Linked DNA regions of Mus musculus: all the other regions are linked to region 1. A link is a contact called in public HiChIP or PLAC-seq and Micro-C data. All regions are on one chromosome and are shown on one strand. The core of a region is the stretch at or near the end of the contact, and the rest is flanking DNA. Distances in the headings are between cores, read along the strand shown.

Region 1 (3,857 bases), core at 843-3,342:
TTTTATAGATTTATTTATTTATTATACAGGATTCTGCCTGCATTCGTGCCTGCACCAGATCTCATTACAGGTGCTTATGAATCACAATGTGGGTGCTGGGAATTGAACCCAGGTCCTCTGGAAGAGCAGCCAACAACACTCTTAACCTCTGAGCCGTGTCTCCAGCCCATCTTCCTTCATTTTTTGCTACCTTACTCACTGAGTCGAAACCACAGTTGATACGGTTAAGTCTGGCTAGCCAGCATTAAGCAAGGCGAAGGGCGGATTCCTTCATCTGTGCCCTCAAGTGCTGGGATTGCAGGCAGGCTGCCATACCCAGCCAGCGTTTGTGTGGGTGGGTGAGGATCCAAGGGCTGGTTTACACTTGCCCAGTAAGTGCTCTAACCACTGCACCATCCCTTACCCACACCTGTGCAGCACCTACCATGTGGCAGGTACTACATGAAACGCCTAGACTATAAAGGGTTAAGCCAGCTGGGCCTTGTGGCCTGTAATTCCAGGAGTTGGAAGGCTGAGGCAGGAAGACTGCTGGGAGTTTGAGGCTAACCTGGGCTACAGTGTGAGCTCCTGTCTCAAAGTCATAATGATAATAATAATAATAAAATAATGGCAGCTAGTGATATAGCTCTTTGTGGAATGCTTGCCTACATGCCTTGGGGTTTGATTTTTATTATTATACAAACTGGGCATGGTGGCACATGTCTGTAGTCCTAGTATTAAGATGGAGACAGAAGAGTCAGGAGCTCAAGGTCAACCCTTGGCTACATATAAAATTTGAGGCTAGCCTGAGCTATAGGGTACCCTGTCTCAAAATAACGAAGACATTAATAATAATAATAATAACAATAATGATGTTGATGATGATGATGCCAAAGCCTGCCTCAGGAAGTGTATGGGCCAATATGTCAAGAGACAAACAGTAAGAAAAGTGTCACTACACAATCTACTGTGTACTAGACCCTGGTGCCCAGAAATGTTTTCTCAATGACTAAACACCATCCTAGGATCTGGGAGCACTGGGGTAGGGTGAGTGAGGTAGGTCACCTGTAAACCAATGGACAACCTGTTCACTCCTGCTGCTCCAAAAGCTGCCAGCCTAGGACCTGGGGCTGAAGTGGGGTTAGCCTCCAAGGTGACTTCCGAATCGGCAGGCAGGTAGACTTCCTGAGCCACAGCCTCCAGGACAGCAGCCACAGTGTGGGGACTGGCCAGACTCGGGGTTCCTCCACCAAAGAACACAGACTCTACTCTGGAGGAAGAGGATGGAGACATAAAACCCCGGGGAAAACCCTTGGGGAACATCCTCCTGTAGTGTCCTCTCCGCCCAAGACCTTGTCTAATGTCCCCAGTACTGACCTCTGCACCCCGCTGAGCCGCAGCAGCGTCCTTGCCTCAGTCACCAGGCAATTCCGCACGGTCCCCTCCTCCACGCCGCGGGGGATGTACTTATTGAAGTTGCAGTAGCTGCAGCGTTTCTCGCAATAAGGCCACTGGGGACAGGGGATGCGTGTGTGAGCTAAGGCGGGGCTCTGGGCTGCCCAGGCCACTTCCAGGGTTTATCTCACACATCCCCGTTCCCATTCTGAGGTTGGTCAGCGGTGGTTGCGACAACTAAGCCACTCTGCGTCCCGTGGGCAGATGGCGATGAGATTACTATGCCCACTTTCGTGAGACAAAACAGGTTCCAAGAGGGACACCCAGCTAGTAAGCACCAGACTTGAGGTTTTTGGCCAAACACTTATTCCGGTGGCGAATGACGCGGGCAGATGTTGTACCAGATGTAATGTTAGGCACGGACAGCGTGCATGTGGGCTATGAACGGAACAGCCACGGCCACCGCCTCCTTCTGCTCTCCCCTACTCACTCACGTGCACGTAAAGCGCCGCACGCGTGCTCGCGGACTCAGGACTCGGAGGCTGTCCCAAGCTGTCCACACGGGGGCGCCGCTGGGCCGCCCTGGCCGCTGCCACCCATCTGCCGGTCCGGACCCCGGAGGGAACCATGGCGCGCAAGGCGGCAGAAAGGAGGGATGCGAGACCTCGACAGCGTGCCCAGCAGGGGTGTACCCGGGGCTGGGCCGCGTGGATAGCCCTGGCGGAAGTCAGAGGGGCTGCGTGACCTCGTATTGCCTCTCCCGGAGTGGCTAGAGAGCCCACGGCCTCGTGTCTGCGGCGCCACCTGGTGGACACTGTTGCACACACAGCCTATTCGTTCTCAAGGACACAGCCAGTCTATCTTTTGCCAAGGACGCAGAATGCCCCGCCAGCCTCTTGGCTCCCTGTGTCAGAGCGACTTTATTGACTCATACAAGATTTCTTTGTTTGTTTGGGTTTTTTTCAGTCAGTTACTTAGATTGGTGTGTACCTGGCTCAGATCTGAAAGCCAGGCCTACTAAAATCAGGTCAGTCTAACTGGCAGGGGAGACACTAACCAAGTTAAGAGTTAATTCGGTACTAGGTAACTGGCTGTGAGCTGGTGGGCCTACAGAAGTGTGCGTGGGAGTCAGCGGAAAGGAAGCTCACGGGCTGGGTATTAGAGGAACAGAAAATCGTTGGAAGCCAGGGGCGGTGGCTCACACCTGGAATACTAGAACTCCCGGAGGATTGTGGGAGTTCCAAGCCAGCCTGGGCTACAGTGTGAGAGCCTATCTCATAGAAACAAAAGAGGGGGAAAGACATGATGGCTCAGCAAGGAACGGACAGTTGCCCTACAAAGCAGAATGGTCCCTGGATGCCAAATATGTAGTGGGAGAGAGCCTCGCTCCACATAGTGGTCCTTTTGCCTCCATGGGTGCACCTTCTAGCAAACTCATGTGTGCACATAATACACACAGATACAATAATAAAATCAATAATTGTGGCATAAATACTGTATACATACATACATACATACAGGCAAAATACCCAATTACGTTTAAACAAACGAGAGAGAGAGAGAGAGAGAGAGAGAGAGAGAAAGTAAAACCTGAGGCTGTCCCAGCAACCACATGGTGGCTCACAACCATCTATAAAGTGACCTAATGACCTCTTCTGGCACGCAGGCGTACAAACACATATATTTAAAAATAAATAAAATTTAAATATAAATAAAACTTTGTTTAAAAAAAAGAAAAAAAAGTCATGTGTGGCAGAACAGCCCTATAATCCAGGTCTGGCTGACTGCATGAGACAATGTTTCAGAAAAAAGGAAGCAGGGCTGGAGGGGCTGGCTCAGCAGTTAAGAGCACTATCGGCTCTTGCGGAGGACCCTGCACCCACACACTGTGGCTAACAACCATCTGTAAGTCGGAAACTCCAGACTTCCTCCAGCATGCACATGGTGCACAGACATATGCAGGCAAAACACATGAAATAAAATAAATATTTTTTTAAAGGAAGGGAGGGAGGGGAAAGAGAAGAAAAGAATTCCACTGGGAACTGGCTTGGCAGGGAGGGTGGGCTGTGGTCTCTGAGTCAGGCCAGTCCTTGGCATCAGATGGAAGAGGTCGCAGCAATGGTGTGTGCAGGAGAGGCAGGACACATGTGAGGGGCTTGGAGGAGCTATGCCCCAGAATGGAACGATCATGGGCTTTGGAGTCGAGTTGTCGTAAAGCAGTTCTTCCTCAAGAAAGTAAGGTGTTCGGAGTACAGCATCCAGGAAGAACCAGTCAGAACAGGCCACACTCTCTGTTCTGGTCCCCTCTAGAAGAAGGATTGTCTTTCAGTGTGTTAGCCCAGCACTATGTGGCTCTAGAGCATACAACTTAGGGAGTGCTGTTTTCCTGTCCTTCAGCTGCGGTTGGAGTGGGGCACACACAGATGAGGCTCTATCTACACCAGGCGCCCTCCCAAGCCTAGGGCACCAGCCTCAGGACATCC
Region 2 (3,857 bases), core at 563-3,062, 180 kb before region 1:
TTCCCCCTCTCACCTTTACAGACACCACACCTTCCAGCTTCTCCATCTCTCCGAGTAAGGCAGACACCAGAGAAGACTTCCCACAGCCCACAGGTCCCACCACAGCCACCAATGCCCCCTTCGGGATTTGAATGTTTAGGCTAGGAGCAAGAAGAAGCGGTCAGGGGTGGGGCTTGGGTTTGATCCAAGTCTTCCTTCTGTAGCCCCAAGGCCTCCTCCCTCCCCGATGCCACCCTGGCAAGAACAGGTTCTTCTTGCATTCCCTGTCAAAGCCAGCGACAAGGAGAGAAAGGGCTATGTTTGATCTGACCTGTGTCTGCTTTGGAGAGCTGGCAAGTGAGTGAGAGAGGACTGTTACCTGTGCAGGGTGGGCGGCAGGTCCTGGGCCCAGGTGAAGGTGCCGTTGTGTATGGTGATGGCGTAGCCTAGGAGGACCAAGATACATAGGGGGTCAGTGGGTCTAGGACATTGGAAGAAGTGTGGGAGGAGCTTGGGCAAGGAGAGGATCCCTGGAGCACCGACAGAGGGAGGAGCATGAGGAGCCCTCGGGGAGGAGAAAAGGAGAACTGATCAACAGAGGGGCTTCAGAGTTCAGGGAGAAGAGGGGATCAGAGGAGGAGTCTTAGAAAGCTTGGGGCAGGACCGCCCTGGAGTAAGAGTGTTGGGACCTGGGGAGATGGTCTTTCTTTCCACACATTGGGGGTCAAGTTCATTTTGGTTCAGGAAATCCTGGATCCGTTTCAGAGACACGCTGGCCTGCAGGAGGGTGTGGATTAGCCTCACCATTGCTCCATGGGTCCCCAACTTCTGGGGCTAAGCAGGGCTCCCTGAGGACCAACTCACTAATTCTGGGACCCCCTCCTATAACCAATCTTGCGTGGCTCCCACTGCCTGAAGAGAAGGTCTTGTTTGCTAAAAGGAGTCTGTGTCAGAAACTCAGGCCCTGTGACTCCAAACCACCCATGTAACTAACTTTTATGGCTTTCCCTGCTGCCCTCTCCCCACTTGATTATCCGTTGACCCTAAGTGAATCCTGCTTGACCTCCCCACATATCCTAAGTCCAACAGACACCCCGCTTGCCTTGGTACCTGGGTCAGTCCACTGATTAACTGAGGCAGCATGTTGAGGGGGATCTTTAAGATATTGAACAAAGACAGGGACACAAAGGCCTTCTCGGCATCCAGTACATTGCTCTCGTCCACATACACGTACACTCCGAGGGTGATCAGGGTCACCTGGATAACACGGGGAATGAGTGTCATGGTGGAATTCCCCGGAGAACCCCAAGACCTGGGCTGGCCTACCAACTGACAGGAACCCCATGCCAGTGGAGAGCCTCACCAGAAATGGGGTGCAGATCCAGATGAAGGTGGAGATGGCCTGCAGGTAGGCCCCCTTCCGGAGCAGCTGAAGTTCACTCTGCCTGATCCCTTTCACCTGCTCCAAGAAGCTGGGCTCCCAAGCGTACAGCTTGAGCACTTTGATGCCGTTCAGGATCTCGCTCATCAGCTTGATGCGGGAGTCCTTGAACTTCATTTGCTTTACCTGTGAGGGAAGGAACAGTGGCTCACCCTCTCCCCTCCCCAGACCTCCTATCCACTGGGCTCCCACCTCCCGTACCAGACCATCTATTGTAGCTATTACATGTTGCTTGACATGCCTCCCCACCCCACCTCCAGTGCCCAACCCCATCCCTGTGTCCCCTGTGTCCCCTGACTCAGAAGAGCAGCTCCGTGTTTAGTGTCACCACCACTAACCTTGCCAGACAGCATTCTTGACCCTTGACTTCCGTTCCCATTCCCTACCTATTTACACAATGCTCCCAGTCAGACTGTGAGGCTCCCATGGGCAGAGATTGTTTTCCTGTTCACTCAGATCCTAATCTAAGGCTTGACATAACCACATGGATTTATACACTCAGCTCTTGTTTACTGAGTGGCTATGTGCCAACCCACGTGCCAGATGCAGGCTATCATGAGGAGCAATTGAGAGGAGATGGTCCTCATACAGTTGACAGTTTGATGGTAGAGGCAGACAGATCTGTGTAAGCCTAAGGCTAGCCTGGTCTACAGAGTGAGTGCCAGGACTACATGGAGAAGCACCTGTCTCACAACAAACTGGGCCTACACCATCTCATACTATTTCCTCTATTATAAGTAGCTATTATATGTTGCTCGACAAATATTTCCCCAAATAGATACTTAATTGGAAATAAAATTGTGATCCAAAGGGAAGGAGCAGGATGCAGGTAGGGGATAAACAGGTGAGGGCAGGGGAATGACCTTGGGGTAATCAAGGCAGTTCTCTGAAAGAAGTGATGCTTATGCTGAGAGATAAAGAAAGGGAAGGAGTTAAAGAGGCAAAGAGAGTGAGGAATATACCAGGAAGAGAGAATAGTCCATGTAGTCACCCAGATGTACACACATCTGGAATGTGGTCATCCCATGAGGATTAGGAATGTAGACATGCAAGAACCAAGGGAGCCTTGAGGGTGGTCATGGTGGTTTGAAGGAGAATAGCCCCTTCTCCTCATAGGCTAATATGTTTGAATGCTTAGTCACCAGAGAGTAGCGTTGTTTGAAAAGATTAGAAGGATTAGGAGGCATAGCCTTGTTGGAGGGAATGTGTCCCTTGGGGTGGGCTTTGAGGTTTCAAAAGCCCATGCCAAGCCCAGGGTCTCTCTCCCTTTGGATGAGAATGTAGCTCTCAACTACTTTTCTAGCACCATGTCTGCCAAGCCTGCTGCCATGCTTCCTACCATGATGATAATGGATTACATCTCTGAAACTCTAAGTAAGCCCCCAGTTAAATGCTTTCTTTTTTTTTGAATTATTTTTTTTAATTAGGTATTTTCCTCATTTACATTTCCAATGCTATCCAAAAAGTCCCCAATACACTCCCCCCCCCCACTCCCCTACCCACCCACTCCCACTTTTTGGCCCTGGCGTTCCCCTGTACTGGGGCATATAAAGTTTGCAAGTCCAATGGGCCTCTCTTTCCAGTGATGGCCAACTAGGCCATCTTTTGATACATATGCAGCTAGAGTCAAGAGCTCTGGGGTACTGGTTAGTTCATAATGTTGTTCCACCTATAGGGTTGCAGACCCCTTTAGCTCCTTGGGTACTTTCTCTAGCTCTTCCATTGGGGGCCCTGTGATCCATCCAATAGCTGACTGTGAGCATCCACTTCTGTGTTTGCTAGGCCCCGGCAGCTTTCTTTTATAAGAGTTGTCTTGGTCATGGTGTCTCTTCCCAGCAACAGGGCAATGACTAAGATGGTGGTCTCAGGTGGTTTGTCATTTATTCTATGTGTAGAGAGAGCTGCTGAAGACACCAGTAATCATTTGCAGATGGATAATTCACTGCCTGGTTATCAACTCTTTTTTTCTTTTTTTTTTTAAAGATTGATTTTATATATATATATATATATATATATATATATATATATATATATATATATATATATATGAGTACACCATTGTTTTCTTCAGACACACCAGAAGAGGGCATTAGATCCCATTACAGATGGTTGTGAGCCACCATGCGGTTGCTGGGAATTGAACTCAGGACCTCTGGAAGAGCAGTCGGTGCTCTTAACTGCTGAGCCATCTCTCCAGCCCCTGGTTATCAACTCTTATCACTATAAAGTGGGAACACATTTGAGTAACTGCTCTACCTGTCTCTGGACTGCCTCAGTTACTCTGGCCTTGGTCTCATTGCTGTGAAATTAGACTGTCATTACAATGATAGGGATTGAGAGGGGTAAAGTTTGTACAAGGGGCTGTGGCTTTCCCCATTCAGTAGAGGGAGTGGAGAAGCCCAGATAGTACAAGATGAACTGGTTCTTGGTACCCCTC
Region 3 (3,857 bases), core at 555-3,054, 130 kb after region 1:
CATTCCGGTCTAGGATTCCTTTCTCAGCTTCAGCCAGGTGTGGTGTATGTGTGTGTGTGTCTGTATGTGTGTTGAGTGAAGGAAGATTCCAAATTCTCTTCCCTCTCTTCAGCCAGATGGGTGGGAAAGACTCTAAATTCCCTCACCTCTCTCTGGTTCTCCACCCCTGGCTGTGGGCAGAGCAGCAGGGGCTCAGCCCATTCATTGACTCAAACCACCAGCCACAATGGGCCATGTACTTAGGAGAAGACTCTCTGACATGCCCTTCCCCAGAGTCCTCATCAGCCTGACCCCTCACATAGATGAGGGTCAGAGGGCTCTTCTGCGGCCCACACCATCAGAGATGTCCCAGTTGCCCAAAGAACAAGCTCTTCCTACACAAGTCACAGCCAGCTTCCCCAGGACGGGCTTCGGCGCCTTCTGGAGTCGCTGACGGTCCCAAGTTCCTCCTCTCCTCACCCCCTCAGCATCTTGATTCTCCCCAAAACTGGAAGAGCAGCTCTTCTCCCAGTCTCCACACCAGGTCTTTGGGACTGACCAGGTGCAGGAAGGGAAGGCTTCTAGGCTCCATGCCTTCTTCACCCTACCAGGTAAAGCCCAAAAGGATGTGACAAGAGAGCCTCTGTCCCGAAGCCTTGGAGACACAGGGACAAGGGGGCGGGGGGCAGAAGCAAGAACCCCTAATCTCTGTCCACAGTTTAGGGCTTTGATTTGACTGACCCTCCCCACCTTTCCAGAACGGACCTAGACCCCACTGGACCCCTCCTAACCACACAACCAGGAGGGTGTGTCTGAGTCTGCAACTAAAAGCACCAGTGAAGAGAAAGCAGATCCCTGGGGTCAGGGTCTGGAGCTCACAGCTGCTCCTCCATTACCCCAGAGCCAGAGATGCCTCTTTCCTCCTTTGATGTCCTGAGGCCAACTCAACAGTTCACCTTCCATTCCCATCCCCTCCTGAAGATCCACCAGGGTTCTTCCCTGGCTGAGAAAGCCACGCCTTGAGAACACTTCAGTATTTTTTTTCCCTTGGGGTGACTCCTGTTCACTCTATTCCCGTGTATACACTTTGTCACAGGCCATAATTCCACCCCCTGAGCTCCACTTCACCACCAGTCGCTGCTTCTCAGGCGCAGCTCAACACGAATGCCCAGGGTCCCTTGGCCCCCACTCTTCCGCCCACAGCACGTACACCACCGCCCCCTCCCAACTTCAGAAAGTTTGGCCTGAGGCTCCCCACCTCCGAGCAGGCTGGGGCCCAGTCGCTCCTCCCAGCCCAGATCCCCGAGCCTGACCTTCATCGTTCCCCGGGACGGAGACCATCCCACCATGTCCCGCTCATCCCTTCGCGCCCCCCAGTTCGCCGGCCGCCTCGACCTCCGAGTCACGCACCGCTCCCTCACGCAGCCAGCCAGGCCCTCCAGTAAAGGGAGCGTTGGGGACCGGAGGCTGGGCTCCAGCAGGCTGCCTGCGCCTTGCTCGCACGCGGCCCGTGCCCCACTTGCCTGGCCGGGGCCGCCCGCAGCCCCGCCAGGACCCCGCGCGCCCCCGCGCCCGGCCTGCCCGCCCGCACGGCCGTCGGAGCACCTCGCCCGGCTCGTCCTCCTCCAGGCCGCTGAAGCTCCACACCACCAGGCCCTGCAGCAGCAGGATGGCCAGTGCGGTGGCGATCGCCAGCTTGTAGCGCCGCACCAGCTTCTGCACCCGCGCGCTCGCCACCATCTTCCTGCCCGGGACGCGGGGCGCGCGTCCGGCCCTGCAAACCGGCCGCGGGCGTGCGCACAGGCGCGGGGCCCCGGAGTCCCTCCTCACTCCGCCCAGATGGGCGGGCAAAGGGCGGGGCCCGAGGCCCCACCCTCTCGTGGGCTGGGCGTGGGGCAGTAGGCGGTCCGCTCGTTTCTGTCTCCAAGGTTTGAGTCTTGTGCTTGGGGTCTTTTCCACATCTCTATGAGTGTCTGCCTGTGGAAGAATCATTTCCTGACCGCAAAAGCATTGTCCCGGAGTGCGGAGGATCTGCGGCCTGACCGCTCTGGTGTCGCAGGGCATGGGGGGAGGGGGAGTCAGCTGGCCCCCACCCCTGGGAAATGCTGGCACTCTCAAGACGTGTGAGTACCACCTGCCCTGCCTAAAATCTGAAGGCCGCATCCCTGAAGACAAAGCATAGGCCCTTGACTGACTTCTGAGGCTCTTCACGAAATTGACTTGCCACTCTGCAACCTCTCATCCCAAGCATCCTCAGGCCTCTGCTGGTGTTGTGGCTCTCAACTTCTAGCTTACGTCAGAATCTCCTGGAAGATGATTTAAAAAACAGCGCCAGTTCTCACTCCTGGAGTTTAGAACCTCCGAGAATTAAATTTTTCAACAAGTTCCGCTGCTGCTGCTGCTCTGGGATCACGCTTGGAGACCCACCAGACCTTAGCATATGCTGTTTTCGCTCCACCCCATCAGTGACATCTTGGCTTGTGCCTCGCTAGCACAATTTAAGCATCTGGTGGTAATTTCTCTGCGAACGTGCCTCGTTCGCCATTGAAGCCTTGGCCCTCAGCTTTAAAGCTCAGTAAATGTTAGGAGAGTAGGGAGCTGAGAGAACCCACCTGGTTGACCATACTGCTTTCTGGCGTGTTCAAGAGCCGTGTCCAGTAAGGACTAAACACACCCGGGGCCTCACCTGATCCCAGCAGACCACGGTGGGCAGTGGAAGGAGGTAAGAAGGTGCCTGCCAGAGCAAGGTGACTAGAGGCAACAAAACCCACAGCAGAAACGCTTCACATTTTAAGTAAACAAACAAGCGAGCTATTTGATCCAGTTGCCTTGCTGTGCTACCTGGCCTGATCTGCCTTACACTAGGACTCTCACCAACTTGGTAAAGTATTTATTGTCTACAGTAGCTTTTAATTCTTGACTCTCCCATCATTACCTCCCAAGTGCAAAACAGAAGTTTGTCTTCGTTTGTCTGAGATAGTGTCTCGTGTATCCCAGGCCAGCAAAATACAGCTGAGGTTGACCTTGAACTTCTGATCTACCCGCCTCCACTTCCAGAGTGCTAGGATAACAGGCCCAAGGCATCATAAAGAATTTATACATCCGTGGAATGGAAGGGTGATAAGGTTATAAAGAAGATTTTGGAACCACTGTAAGAGATGGCTCAGTGAGGACCCAAGTTCAGTCCCCAGCACCTACATAAAAAGCCTGGAGTGGTAGTATTTTATTGTAAATCCAGCACTGGGGAGATAGATAGGTGTATCTTTGAGGCTGGCTGGCCAGCCAGCCTGGAGTTCATCTTAAAATCACAAAGTAGGTGGCCTCTGAGAAACAGACCTCTGATATGCATGCACAGCTGCACATAAGACCCCACCTCCACACACACATACATGAAAAAAAATCATATAAATTAAATTGAAAAAAATTTAAAAAACACAATCAATAGGTCTAGGAAAAGAGATTATATCCAAAGAAAAGGAAAGTCCAAAAATTTTAGAAACAAGCACGGCATGATGGTGAGTGCCTTTAATATAACCCAGCACTTAGGAGGCAGAGGCAGGAGGAACTCTGAGTTTGAGCCAAGGCTGGCTTACAAAGTGAGTTCCAGGACAGCTGGGGCTACAACAGAGAAATCCTGTCTCAAAAACAAAACAAACAAACAGACAAAAATAAACAAGGAAGTTAAAGACAAAAGGGAGAGTGGTTAAAGGGCAGACCAAAGAAAATGATGTAGCAGTGTAGTCATTTGATGGACCTCTGTAAACTTTCTCTAAGCCTCTCCCAGTTTGTGCCTTGTTAAAAAGGGAAATTGTAAACAATGTTTCAGATGACACTTTGGGTACTTAGGAGAATTTAAGCCTTCAAGGATTTGGAAAAAC

The links. A called contact is a pair of places that touch in the nucleus more often than the background predicts. HiChIP or PLAC-seq counts read pairs in DNA pulled down with a chosen protein or histone mark.
Region 2: an HNF4G HiChIP or PLAC-seq map of pancreatic cancer cells shows a contact between it and region 1. The contact joins the enhancer-like site here to the promoter of Rsad1 in region 1. A contact is called at or near these places in 4 of 39 promoter capture datasets (the 3T3-L1 cell line, cranial neural crest, maxillary cranial neural crest and 1 more), 1 of 15 datasets of contacts at CTCF or cohesin (the NIH/3T3 cell line), 4 of 484 Hi-C or Micro-C datasets (bone marrow-derived macrophages, embryonic stem cells and retina), 4 of 115 datasets of contacts at active chromatin or transcription factors (embryonic basal ganglia, embryonic hindbrain, pancreatic cancer cells and 1 more) and 5 of 9 other capture datasets (adipose tissue, embryonic stem cells, liver and 2 more).
Region 3: a Micro-C map of embryonic stem cells shows a contact between it and region 1, with 1.8 times the contacts expected there. The contact joins the promoter of Xylt2 here to the promoter of Rsad1 in region 1. A contact is called at or near these places in 2 of 39 promoter capture datasets (liver and pre-B cells), 1 of 15 datasets of contacts at CTCF or cohesin (embryonic stem cells), 8 of 484 Hi-C or Micro-C datasets (CD4 T cells, embryonic stem cells, erythroblasts and 2 more), 1 of 115 datasets of contacts at active chromatin or transcription factors (embryonic stem cells) and 2 of 9 other capture datasets (liver and pancreatic islet).

Annotation. Positions count from the first base shown.
Region 1 is chr11:94,547,115-94,550,971 of GRCm38.p6, forward strand. It overlaps Rsad1 (radical S-adenosyl methionine domain containing 1), which reads right to left and starts at 2,093. Exons shown (of 9, transcript NM_001013381.2): 1 at 1,869-2,093; 2 at 1,357-1,490; 3 at 1,045-1,249. The coding sequence starts at 2,003.
Region 2 is chr11:94,363,684-94,367,540 of GRCm38.p6, forward strand. Abcc3 (ATP-binding cassette, sub-family C (CFTR/MRP), member 3) reads right to left here. Exons shown (of 31, transcript NM_001363187.1): 12 at 1,343-1,546; 13 at 1,090-1,236; 14 at 669-756; 15 at 359-425; 16 at 14-140. Among named protein-coding and RNA genes, the nearest start is that of Gm51871, 13 kb to the left of the region's middle. Within about 2 kb of position 1,813, at least 20 of the 459 cell types and tissues checked have an H3K27ac peak or open chromatin away from gene starts, as enhancers often do. A contact at or near this core is called in pancreatic cancer cells, where this site is marked.
Region 3 is chr11:94,675,689-94,679,545 of GRCm38.p6, forward strand. Xylt2 (xylosyltransferase II) reads right to left here and starts at 1,805. Exons shown (of 11, transcript NM_145828.3): 1 at 1,585-1,805. The coding sequence starts at 1,719.